2 separate regions of the Sus scrofa genome follow, and region 2 is linked to region 1. The links are chromatin contacts, called in public HiChIP or PLAC-seq maps. All regions are on one chromosome and are shown on one strand. The core of a region is the stretch at or near the end of the contact, and the rest is flanking DNA. Distances in the headings are between cores, read along the strand shown.

Region 1 (6,136 bases), core at 3,094-5,593:
TTAAGCGAGCACCAGGTGTTCCCAACCTGCCTAGGGGGGCACACGTGGCTCCACATAAGCAGATTTCCTTTTCCCTTCCTCCTGCCCCACATCAGAACAACAACAGTCCTGCCTGCATGTCCTGGTGAGACTCTGGGTGAAAGAAGTGCTGGAGATCACTCAGGAGGATCTGGGTCCTAGTCCCAGCTCAGCTTTTAAGGCTAACTTGGTCACACTCAGCCTGGCTATAAAACTCGGGTGTTTCCCTTCCTGCCAGGTCTGTGACTTGAATTTGGGAGCCCTGTGGGAGCTCCCTCGTTCATGCAGGAGGAAGATGCCGTCCCTGAAGGGCTGAACACCTCTGGAACTGGGCTGCCGTGGACTCCTTCCTGGTCCTGGATATCGAGCCCACATTCCCATTCCCCCCATTACTTAGTTGTGTGACCCTGGGGGAGATATTTCACTTCTCTAAGACACAAGTTCCTCTCCAGCCTCACACTAGTAGCAGCACCCATCTCACAGACCTGTTAGGTTGATTGAATCAGTATGTGTCGAGTTCTTAGACCAGGGTAGCAAGTACTTAACTCGTGTTCATTATTACTGGTTTATTTTTTTTAACTTAAAGTTGATTTACAATGCTGTGTTAGTTTCAGGTGTACAGCAGAATGATTCAGATATATTCTTTTTCAGATTCTTTTGCATTATTCATTATTACAAGGTATTAAATATAGTTCCTGTGCTATACAAAAGGTCCTTGTGTTTATCTGCTTTATGTATAGTAGTGTGTATCTATTAATCCTAACTCCTAATTTATCCCTCCCTCCCCCTTTTCCCCCGTTGGTAAACATAAATTTGTTTTGTGTGTCTATAAGCCTATTTCTGTTTTGTGAAATACATTTAAATGACTTTTTATTTATTTTGTCTTTTGTCTTTTTAGGGCCATACCCGCGGAATATGGAGGTTCCCAGGATAGGGGCTAAATCGGAGCTGTAGCCACCGGCCTACGCCAGAGCCACAGCAACGCCAGATCCGACGGGTGTCTGCAACCTACACCACAGCTCACGGCAACACCGGATCCTTAACCCACTGAGTGAGGCCAGGGATCGAACCTGCAACCTCATGGGTCCTAGTCAGATTCACTTCCTCTGCACCACAACAGAACTCCTAAACGACTATTATTAATTTGACCTAACTTGAAAACTATCATTTCTTATGAGTCTCAGCAAATGCAGAGTTTTCTATATTAATGCTCAGTGACAGAGGAGTAGTTCTTTTGGGGTGGAAGGAAAGGTTGCCTACAGTGGAGGCGAATGAGACTAGTAGTTGAAGCTGCTACTTGTTTTTTTTTTCTCCAGAGGTGAGGATGGGGAATTTTCAGGTGGATTTTGAATCCAAGGCTTCTCCAACAAAGCTGTATTTGTCAAAGGTAGGCTTAGGAGTGTGAGGAGAAAGACAGGGTCATCCAAATAAAACAGGACTGTTTCAGTATGCCTTAGGTGGTAGCCATGCTACCTTCAAAGCACTGCACACAAACCTATTTCTATTGAGGAAACAAGGTACAAAGAAACTCCCATCTGGATACTAGCAGGATTTGCTGGTGTCTGGGGAAGATTATAAATTAGCTGGCTGCTGTTCACATCAGAGCCAAGTGGGGCACATTCCGTTTTTAATCTGGACCAATTTTCCCGATCAAAAACTAGTCTTTCCAAGGGATGTAAATGAGCCCAGGAGGAAATTTTCCCCCTGAAGTTTATGAAGTAGCTGTCATTTTAATCTGAGCGGCCTTCCAACCCGAAAGCTGGTGTCTGGATAAAATTATATTATAAAGTAATGAGAAACTCTTCTAGGCTGAACCTAGTCCAAACACTCCTTCTACCTCAGATTTGATATATTTAATGTGCCAAAATATTTAAAAGGTAGAGTTCCCACTATGAAAACTCTATCTATGCTTCAAATAAAACCAATGAGGCCAACATTACATATTCATAGCATGAAGAACTGAATAAGACCCTGGATGAACCAGGTAGGAAATATTTTTAGGAGAAGAACTACAAAAAATAAGAAAGGAAATATGGTGAACCATATGAGCATGAGTTTTATACAGCAAGCTTTTGTGAAATACTTAAAAAAAAAAAAAAACTCTGCTTGCATGAATTGAAATCTATCCTTAAAAGAACATTACATACACTGATGGTGCTTAAGAACTATAGATATTACTGTGCATGGCTTAAAAATTACGATTAGCTGGTTTTATGCGAATAAACCCACAGAATGCAACTGATCACTGTGCGGTTATTTTAAGGAGGAGAGTTAGAAAGAAGTCCTTCACTGAAATCCTTGAACATGTGTGTCTGTGTGCATGTAGGCAAAGAAACAATAAAATATCACTTTGGACTGCTGCTATTTTCTTCAAAACGAATAAACAGTGGAAATACAACAGCTCATAATTTAGGTGTGCTTCAGATTATGATAATGACTATAAATCTGAAGGCAGGTAGTAAGGCGCAGGTGATAACAGATACAACTTGAAGGGTAAAGGGTGTCTTCCAGAGCTGAGAGGCAACAAGTCACATTTCCAAAGGGAGAGATCCTTGAGCAGGGAAGATATTTAAGCAGCTATATGGGAACCTGCCAAGATTATTCTCTTTGCCCTCTGATAAATTCCCTCCGGTTTGTCTCTTTGTTAGAGAAACATTATTTGGAAGACAAACTGCGCTTTCTGCAAAGTTTTGCACACTGCATTCAAATAAAGTTATATTGTTTTCCATTGTTCTTAAAATATAATTAATCCCATAAGACAACCCTGCTTACAAAGTAAACTAAGAAAAAACAGATTTTTCTGAATTCTAAATATAGTCTCAGCAAAGAAGAATAAAAATCATGATTTGAGAAACAAATGTTTAGAACTTTTCTTGCTTAGAATGTTCTGCTTTCAACCATCTCACAACACAGGCCAAAAGTCGACAAAAACACACCAAGACTTTTCACCTGTGTAACTAGAGGAAATTCAAGTTACTGTGTTTCAAGTTCTCTCCCTCCATTGTTATAGCCTGCAACGCCATACATCTTTGTTTAAATCGCAGAGCAAAGACTGGAGCCCAAAACACGATAAAAAATTAACGCCCCCGGGCGCTCCTTTTTGAGAAACCGACCCTAGAGTGGAAGAGGGTCCCAACGGCAGAGGCCACATCCCTACAAAGTGCGTGGGAAGGACCGGAGATGGGCACAGGGTACACCAGGCAAATCTTCAAGACACTTAACAGGAAACGACGAGGCTCTGGACAATATGAATTCAATAAGCTGTTTGGAAACACAGGAGGAGCTGTTTGACTTTTCCTGCACAGTTGCAATCCTCTGTAATTGAGACAGCATGATCGCTGCCCCCACTCCCAGTTCTCTGTGGTCAAACACGGAGCCCTCCACCTCTACGGTGTCTGGAAAATAGATCATTCCTTAAACAAACAAATATCCCTGGAACCGCCTGGGCTTGGGAGGGGGAGGCGAGGTTCGCCTCTTTCCCCAGCTCTGGGCAGAGACGAACCCGGTTAAGCGGAGAGTTGCCGCTCTGCGTTCTCGCTATGGACCGGGACCTGGGAGCTCCGAGCTTGGTGCCCCCCGAAGCACTGCGCGCATTACCTGGTTTTCTGAGAGCTGCTCTGAGCGGCACCACGCCGGGTCCGAGGCTGGAAACCAGGAGCAAGAGCTGGAGCAAGACGCCTGGGATTAAATCCATTTCACCACGGGCGCCGGCAAAGTTTCACCAAGTCCGGGGCGCACAGGGAAAGGGCGTCTCCTGGGAGACGTGGGGGGACGCGGCCACTGCGGATCCTCTGACTCTCGTAGAAGGCGAAAGACTGAGGGAGCTGGACCAGGAACGTTGGAGAGAACAAGGAGGCAGGAGGTCGGCGTGCGGGAGTGAAGCCGGCAGCGAGCGGCCGGGCTTCTCGGGCGGGAGGGGCGGGGGCGGCGAAAGAAGCCGACGGGGAGGGACCTGCTGGCCGAGGGAGGGAGGGAAGCTAGACCGGCCCGGGGATGGAATTACAATCGAGTGGAAGTGAGAGGGGCAGGCCCTGAGGCAATTTACTCTTCGCCTACCCCTGGGGCAGAGAGCCCGCCTATCACCTCTCTAGCGACCCCCAGCGCAGCCCTCCCCCGCTGGTGACCTAGATTGGGGCGCTAGGAGGGGCCAACTTCAACCACTAGGGATGCAGGGCAGGATTGAGGTGACTGCGAGTCCAGGACCCTCGGTCTTGGTCCTGATCCGCAAATCTTGCGGCGCCGCCTCCTCCCCTTCTATACTCTCCTCTGGCCGCGCCCCTCTAGGTCGCTACCACCGTCCTTGAGTACTTTCCCCGACACCTCCAAAGGTTGCTCCCAGCCAGACCTCTGCATTTGGAGGAAGGGGAATAACAGGGCGAGGGGGAAGGGTCTATGATTTGCTAGTGGAGGAGGGTAGGAGGAAGAGGGGGCGGGGCCGGCCGGGACCTAGGCGCTAAGAAGATAAATGGGATTTAAGGCGCGCAGATGGAGAGCTGAAGTCTGCCCCCTGTTGGAAACGCCCAATGGAGATTAGGGCCTGGCGCGGGAGAGTGGGGTGCCCTTCCGACGCAGGAAAGCAACTTGAGACCCTCCAGGGAGGAGACGAAGCTCCAGGTTAACCTGGCGTCGGGTGAAGAAGCAAACTCGAGCCCCCGGGCTGACCTGGAAGACCCGGCTGGGAAGGGGCGCACGCCGACGGGGTTGGGGCTGGAGACCAACAAGGTGCCCTGGCCATTGATCCCTGTGGCCGATCGGCTTCCTGGCCCGGAAAAGGCCCTTCTCCGGATTTGCTGCCGAGGACTCAATAAAACGTGCCTGTTGTCGGGTTTCCCGGTGGCGCTGCGAGAGAGGAGACCCCGGGACTCAAGTCCGGTTGCACATTGGCGTGCTGGTCTTCAAGCCAGAGAGAAGAGAACGCAGAATAAATAAACCAAGAGGGAAAAAACCTGGAGGAAAACGCAGCCCTCGCCAATTGCTGGGGAAAGATCAAAGGCCCTAGGAAGTACCCCGCAGAGGGAGCCGCGGCCGCTCGCGGAGGGAACTTCGCGCCCGCCCCGCCCCGTCCCCACCTTAGCGCGCAGCGGAGGCTCCCGGCGTCCTGGGCCCTCCATTGTTATCCTGGTTTGAGAGCGCTGTAGGAAATGATGTTGACTCGAGTATCTCCCTCCACTCCCCACCCCCCATAAGATTTCTGCTCCTCCTTTGGAAGGAAGTATCCCCTGGCTTGAGGGTTTGTGGTGAGCCAGATCTGGTTCGTTAGCAGCGCTGAGAATGCGCTCCCTTATGTGTTGGCGTTCTCAGATGTGCATCTGTCCTTAAAGAAATTCAGAATCCACTCCCACTGAAGTCTTGGAATCTTAGATGTGACACCAGGGCTAGCCTTTTACATGGAGCTGGAGGGGAAAAGTTGTACAGACCGTGCTTTTTCACTTCCAAAGCGATGACAAACTCATGTCTGGGAGCCAATAATGTGACTGCCCTCAAGGCTGCTAGTTTCAAGGGTAGCAGAATCCTAGACCCCTAGGATCATCTAGGCCCTGCCACTATTCCACACAGGAATCTGCCCTTCATCATCCCTGGCCCGAATTCCACCTGTGACAAGGAACATCTACATCACCACCAGGCCAAACTTGTCGGATCGCTCTTTTTATGAGAAAGGCATTTCTTAGAGCGGACCTAAAGTGGCACCTGGAACCAAGCAATTGCTACCATAAAGATACTTCCCAGGTTGGTTCTGCTCATTCCCACTTAAAAATGATTCTCCCTGGGAGTTCCCGTCGTGGCGCAGTGGTTAACGAATCCGACTAGGAACCATGAGGTTGTGGGTTCGATCCCTGCCCTTGCTCAGTGGGCTATGGATCCAGCGTTGCCATGAGCTGTGGTGTAGGTCGCAGATGCGGCTCGGATCCCATGTTGCTGTGGCCCTGGTGTAGGCCCGTGGCTACAGCTCTGATTCGACCCCTATCCTGGGAACCTCCATATGCCGCGGTAGCGGCCCAAGAAATGGCAAAAAGACAGACAAAAAAAAAAAAAAAAAGATTCTCCCTGATGTAGAAATCAGAAGTAATAACCATTAATGTTATGGCTCCCATTTATATAGCTCCTGCCATGTACCAGA
Region 2 (6,734 bases), core at 1,302-3,801, 110 kb before region 1:
TTTGATCCCTGGCCTTGCTCAGTGGGTTAAGGATCTGGCATTGCCGTGAGCTGTGGTGTAGGTTACAGATGCAGCTCGGATCCCACGTTACTGTGGCTCTGGCATAGGCCGGCGGCTGCAGCTCTGATTCAACCCCTAGCCTGGGAACCTGCATATGCCAGGAGCAGCCCAGAAAAGGCAAAAAGACAAAAAAAAAAAAAAAGGAATACTATTCCTTGGGCACAGGGTTTTTGCAAAGATTAATATGGAGTCTCCTAGGTAACTACTCAAGAGGGTGCCAGCTCATAGGAAACTTCCCCCATGGTAGCTCTAATTCCAAGAAGGGCTATTTGGTAATTAGGCATTTTTATACATGGAAAAGTGGGTTTGGGAAATAAAATAATAGCCTAGACAGACAGCAGAACAAGAAGTGTGAATGTGCCAGAACACATCAGAAATGACCATGATAAAAAAATCACAATGGAAGGGAGTTCCCTGGTGGCGTAGCAGGTTAAGGACCTGGTGTTGTCACTGCTGTGGCTTATCTCACTACTGTGGCCCAGGTTTGACTCCTGGCCCGGGAACTTCTGCATACCTCAGGTGCACCCCCTCTCCCCCAAAAAAGGGAAGGAAGAAAATCTATATAAACATTATGTAAGTGTATAATAAAAGAGACATTCTTTTAAAAAAAAAAAATCACAATGGAAATACCAAATACAGCCCACTCTTAAATATCCAGGAAACAGGCCTCCTAATAAATTCTATTTCTGTTATCTTGATCTGCGTGACTGTATCCGTGTAAAAGAAGTTAAATTGTATTTATTTAAGAATATTTCAGGGAGTTCCCATCCTGGCTCAGTGGTTAACGAATCCAACTAGGAACCATGAGGTTGCGGGTTCGATCCCTGGCCTCGCTCAGTGGCTTAAGGATCCGGTGTTGCCCTGAGCTGTGGTAGGTCACAGACGCAGCTCGGATCCCACGTTGCTGTGGCTGTGGTGTAGGTCGGCGGCTACAGCTCCGATTCGGCCCCTAGCCTGGGAACCTCCATATGCCTCCGGTGAAGCCCTAGAAAAGACAAAAAGACCGAAAAAAAAAAAAAAAAAGAAAGAAAAGAAAGAATATTTCATAATTGAGAGTCTTCATTGAATCAGCCACTTCTGCACACAATTCCTTTGAAATAAAACTTACTTTATAGGGGTGACCCCTGGTAATGAAATGTCACATATTCCTAAAGCGCCTTCACACACCTCAGCCCACTTAATTCACAAAAACTGGCATCCACGGATGGGGAAACAAGGATCAGAAACTCCAGGACCAGACTCGTGGTTCTGTTTAAAACGAAAAAGTTCAAGAGACAGCCCTCCCTTCACTCCTCCCTGAGCCCAGTCTCCACACCCATGTCCGGGGCCAGCTGGGTTGTTCTAGCTCATTTTTCTTCTACTCCCTCGTCTGTGGAGAAGGAGACAGTAAGAGAAAGAAGGAAAGCGCCGAGCCCAGGATAGCTCACGAAATGGGAGCAGAGGCATTCGCTGTTGGGGTGGGATGGGTGGGCAACCCCAATGCTGCTCAGCTCATGAGACAAAAAGACAAACGACGCGTTTTCCCAATACAGTCAGATCCTGAGTCTGCCTCAGCCACGGTCGCCCCAGGATGTGGCCATGCGTCACAAAGGGGAAACAGAGATTACAGTGTCATCCAGCAGGCGTGGAGGGAGGCCCTTCTTCGATCCGAAATAAAACCATTAACATTTCCTATAGATAGAAGGAGTTGTATCCCTTGCCACATGCCTGGGGAGTTTTCGCTTCCAAATTCTAAAGAAGAGCAGTGGAAACAATTGCTGGGTGATCGTGTGATAGGGCACACATGCGCCCTATGACACGATGTGTGTGTGTGTGTGTGGTGTGGCCACACACATCCCCATATCTCCTAAGATTCAAGGTTTGGGCAAGGGTTGTTTGCAGAAGAACCAAAATTCCTAGGACTTGGGGAACTTGAATCGCCCTGCCTAGAAGCAGCAGGTGGGCACAGAGGTCAGCTGTGCGATGGAGTGTGAGGAGAGGGGAGGAGTTTATTCAGATCAACGAACCAATAGGAACAGGGGAAGAGGGCCTTGCGCCGGCCCCAGGCCAGCCTCTGACCGTGTTCGGTGGGCTTCTTTTCTGAGAGCTCCTTTCCCAGATAAAGAGGACCAGGGATGACAGTAAGGCTGGAGGATTTTACCAGCAAAATTGAATAGATTACAGTCTTCTAACCAAAAAAGTACCAACAGTTGTGTTCTGAGATCTTCCCACTACACAGGGTTCCAGGTTTACGTAAATGTATCGCTCGCTTCCAGAAGGCAAAGATTTCGAAGCCAGATTCGCAAGGTAGTCTAAGACGAGGGAGCTTTTCAGTGGTTTTTGAGTCATGTGGGAGCTCTTTAAACCTCAGACCATAAGCAGAATCTGACGTTTCAGAAAACCCCCAGGTGATTTGATGGACTGGCCCACAGCCCCCAGAGAGGCCCTATGACAGACAGGAGTCTAGGCCCTGGGCTGGACCCCCAGCTACACATCAGCGTGCCAGCAGCTCTGACTCCCACACCGTCCATCGTCCATTGGAGGGGCTGGTTCTACTTGGGCAGCCTTGATTTGCTGGTGCAGATTAACCCCGTAGGGTCTGGGAGCAGTATTTTTTCTCCCATGACTCGAAGCTAAACGCTTTTTTTTTTTTTTTTTTTCCTCAAAAGATGAGAAGGGGGTGGGGAGAAGGCTTCGCATCATCTTGGTATGTGGTCTGTTCCGCGCTCATGGAAGAAAACAGACCTCCGACTCCCCAAGGATAATGCAAAAATAAATCCGATGACCTTCTGCGCATAGAAACAGCCTGTCCCTGTTGAGCGCCTCTGACTTCCAAAGGGCTGGGAAAACCACTGCAGGAAAGGCTGAGGACAGCCCCACTCCACGCTGCCCTCCTGCAGGGCGCTACAGACACCCGGTCAAGTGGATCCTCCTGGGGCAACCTGAGCAAACCAGGAACATCTGTCTGTTTGCCTGTATGGCCAAGGGCCGCAGTACTCACGGGTGGTGTGGATGGTGTCGCTGGGCTGGCTGCGGGGGCTGGAGCCGTGGGGATTCACGGCCCTCACGTAAACTGGTAGTTGGTATCCGGATCGAGGCCCTTGATAACCATGGAATCCATCTGGATCCGCTCTTGGATTAAGGTCCAACTCCTGTCCAAATCTGGCCTTTATTGATTAAAAAACAAAACAGAACAGACACAGGAGTTCAGGCATAGCTGAGGGAAGGCAAGCTTGCTGGCTGTGTAAACTAACAGCATTAGAACCCTGGGAGCAATACTTATAAAAATGAATGAACATTTCCTATCTAAAAGTCATCCTGATTTTAAATCACAGGTCATAATTTTTAAGTCCTTGCCAATAAAAGCGAGTAGATCATTTTTAGGGCCAGTTTTAAGCACTGTTTAAAGATCACATGCTTCTCCTTGCATGGCCTTGACTGCGGTGAAAAGATCCCCATGTAGGAATTCAGTCTCAAGGACTCTGCCTTCCAGATGTTTCGTAAACAAGCCTTCCCCTGACAGTCCCCATTCCCAGAGGTCAAGGGAGCACAGATTCTATCTATTCACAATCTGGTCACAAAATAAACAAATATAAATTTTATAGGGTGACTAATTGCATGAACTGCCATGAGAAAACCCAAGAAGATTCTGTTCATGGCCATTCTTACTCTTCACAAAAACCGTTCAACTGAGCCAACTTGCCAAATGTTCCCATGTCTTCGAGAACTGCATGAAAAGTGTAGAACTTGACTTAGAGCTTCCATCTGTGGGGCAACATACAGGGAGGGGGTAAGAAACCAACTCTGGAGCTGGAATGAACCATTTGAACCCTGCATCTACTGCTTACTAGCTGCTGTCTCACTACTTCGGGTCTCTAGCTCCTCATCTGTAAAATGGGGTGACAAAAGCATCTATTTAGGAGTTCCCGTTGTGGCTCAGTGGTTAACGAATCCGACTAGGAACTATGAGGTTGCGGGTTTGATTGCTGGCCTCGCTCAGTGGGCTAAGGATCCGGTGTTGCGTGAGCTGTGTTGTAGGTCGCAGATGTGGCTCGGATCCCACGTTGCTGTGGCTGTGGCGTAGGCCAGTGGCTATAGCTCCGATTAGACCTGGGAACCTCCGTATGCTGCGGGTGCGGCCCTAGATAAAAAGGACGGAAAAAAAAAAAAAAGCACCTACTTGAAAGGGCCATCATAAAAGAGAAATGCGTGACATCGTCTCAGTACCATGCCTGGCCTCACGCTGTAAAGGCTCAGCACAGATTAGCCATTATGTGAGGGACGTGCCCACCTCCCAGAGCTGGCAGGCTACCCTGGGCCACCTGCTCCCTCTGTGCCTGTGAGCTCCAATGCATTGGCACTGGCCCATGGGGCTAGTCAGTGCTTGAAATGTGGCTCGTCTGAACTGGGATGTACTGTACATGTAGAGTGTACAATGGCTTTTTTAGGTATAAAACATCTCATTGATATTTATATTGATTACATGTTGAAATGATAATATTTTGGATTTGCTTTTTAGGGCTACACCTGCAGCATACAGAAGTTCCCAGGCTAGGGGTTGAATGGGAGCTGCAGCTGCCGGCCTACACCACAGCCACAGCCATGCCAACTCCAAGCCTCATCTGTGACTTCCATTGCAGCTCACAGCAATGTGCGATCCTTAACCCAAGTCATCATGGATACTAGTTGGGTTCATTATCACTGAGCCACAATAGGAACTCCTGTTTTTATTACCTTTTAAATGCCTCTATGAAAAAACTTAAAATTTCAGACTTCTCTGGTAGGCTAGCAGTTAAGGATCCAATATTGTCACTGCTGTGGGGAGAGTTCGATCTCTGGCCTGATGCCCTGGGTGCAGCCAAAATAAACCATAATTTAAATTTTCTTATAGGCTTGCATCTTCTATTGGATAGTGCTGTTCTGTGTGGACTTCCTGGTTGGAGGGGAAAAGGTGAGCTTTCCAGATAATAAGAACTGCAAAATGGGAGTTCCTTGGTGGCCTATTGGTTAAGGATTTGGTATTACCACTGCTATTGCTTGGGTCACTGCTGTGACACAGGTTTGATCCCTGGCCTAGGAATTTCTGCATGCATGGGTGTGGCCAAAAAAAAAAAAAAAAAAAAAAAAGAAGAATTACTAAATGAAATTTGGGAATATTTGTGCATGGTGGGAAGGGGGGTGCACAGTGCAAAAGGCATAACTGGAGTGGAGCTTCTATGTTAACAAGCAATAATAGCTATCATTTATCAAGTCCCTGTGAAGTATCAAGCATCGTTCTAAAACTTTAACTCATTTACCTCTCACAATTACCCTAAACAGTAGATACTAATATGAAAAACCCTTCTTTCTTTGGATAGGAAATTAAGGCACAGAATGGATAAGTAACTTGCCTGAGGTCCCACAGCTGATAAATGGTGAGACCAACTTGGGTTGGTGGGGGAAGGTTAAATTAAGAAGATCCTTTGCAAACTATTGCTCTTGGAATGGATTTACAATGAGAGCCTGCTGTGTAGCATTGAGAACTATGTCTAGATACTTATATTGCAACAGAACAATGGGTAGAAAAAAAAATGTATACATGTAAGTGTAACTTGGTCCCCATGCTGTTCAGCGGGGGAAAAAAAAGAAGATCCTTGATGTCAAATGAAAATTTGAGGTGCTCATGGTTGGGAGGGGTTATTCTCCATCTTTTAGTTTGCTCTTCAGTGAACCTCTCGGTTTTTCTATTGTTAAACACCTCCTCACAGATATTTAAAGAAGCAAAAAAGATGGATGTTTGTCCTTTATGAACAACTTAATAGACAAGGAAATAAAGACTCTCTTTGCTAAAAGGAGATGATGGCTGGATTGTACATGGATTTCTCTAATTTGTGCTCTCCTAGTTTTTCATTAGCAAGAATCGTTGAAAGCCAGATGGAGTCCCTAAGTCCCTAAGCCTAAGTAAAAGATGCTTCTGTGGCTCACCATGCTGCTGAGGAGTTTATGGGGCCCATATCTCACAAGAATTCATGTGTCTGCGGAAGGAGAGGTCACAGGGCATGGCCCCTGGAGGAAGGGAGGCTCATTTCTCTTTCTGGGTATCTTTTCCCTAAAGATGGACTTGTCATGTAAACTAACTCTGTCATCAAAGAGAAAACCTCCGTGAGTGGAAGGAAACACATTTGCAAACTCAAATTAGAACAAAAAGCACTTCACAGAGGAAAGCTGCAGAGGATACCTACAGTAAAGCCAGAAAAGATGTGATCTTTAGATAAAACTCTCCTATCATCCTTTGCTAATTCCCACGTGGCATTTATAGAGGAAAGGACCTGTAACTGCTCTCAGAATGTGCCATTGTCTACCCAGGGCTACCTGCCAACATCTGCAACAATCTTTGCATAAAAATTACAGCTTCCCCCTCCTACCAAAAAGATTACCTTGCATTTGTTCATTTAATGTAAGAAAGAAAACTATATTTTCAGTGAATAAGAGACTGACATCATTAACATTCAATTTCATTGCATATGGTGAGAGAGGAAAGCTCATGAAGATTGAAAACCAGTTCAAAACCTTTAACATTCTGCCTCTCATTTTGTCATAGGTTTTGCATTTAAATGTCTCTTGGGGTACCAGAGTGCAAAGGTGAGGCTGAGAGAGAGAGAGAATCAGGCAAGAGTATTGTCTTAGATCACTCTCAAACAATAGCTTTATCTTTT

Evidence for each region. HiChIP or PLAC-seq counts read pairs in DNA pulled down with a chosen protein or histone mark.
Region 2: a contact with region 1 is called in an H3K27ac HiChIP or PLAC-seq map of skeletal muscle, with 5 times the contacts expected there. The contact joins the enhancer-like site here to the promoter of EGFLAM in region 1. A contact is called at or near these places in 3 of 47 Hi-C or Micro-C datasets (heart right ventricle, skeletal muscle and subcutaneous adipose tissue) and 1 of 2 datasets of contacts at active chromatin or transcription factors (skeletal muscle).

The regions. Positions count from the first base shown.
Region 1 is chr16:23,401,144-23,407,279 of Sscrofa11.1, reverse strand. It overlaps EGFLAM (pikachurin), which reads right to left and starts at 4,343. Exons shown (of 24, transcript XM_021076641.1): 1 at 3,616-4,343.
Region 2 is chr16:23,505,963-23,512,696 of Sscrofa11.1, reverse strand. It overlaps EGFLAM (pikachurin), which reads right to left. Exons shown (of 24, transcript XM_021076641.1): 6 at 3,112-3,206; 7 at 3,041-3,109. Among named protein-coding and RNA genes, the nearest start is that of EGFLAM, 110 kb to the right of the region's middle. Within about 2 kb of position 2,551, at least 5 of the 83 cell types and tissues checked have an H3K27ac peak or open chromatin away from gene starts, as enhancers often do. A contact at or near this core is called in skeletal muscle, where this site is marked.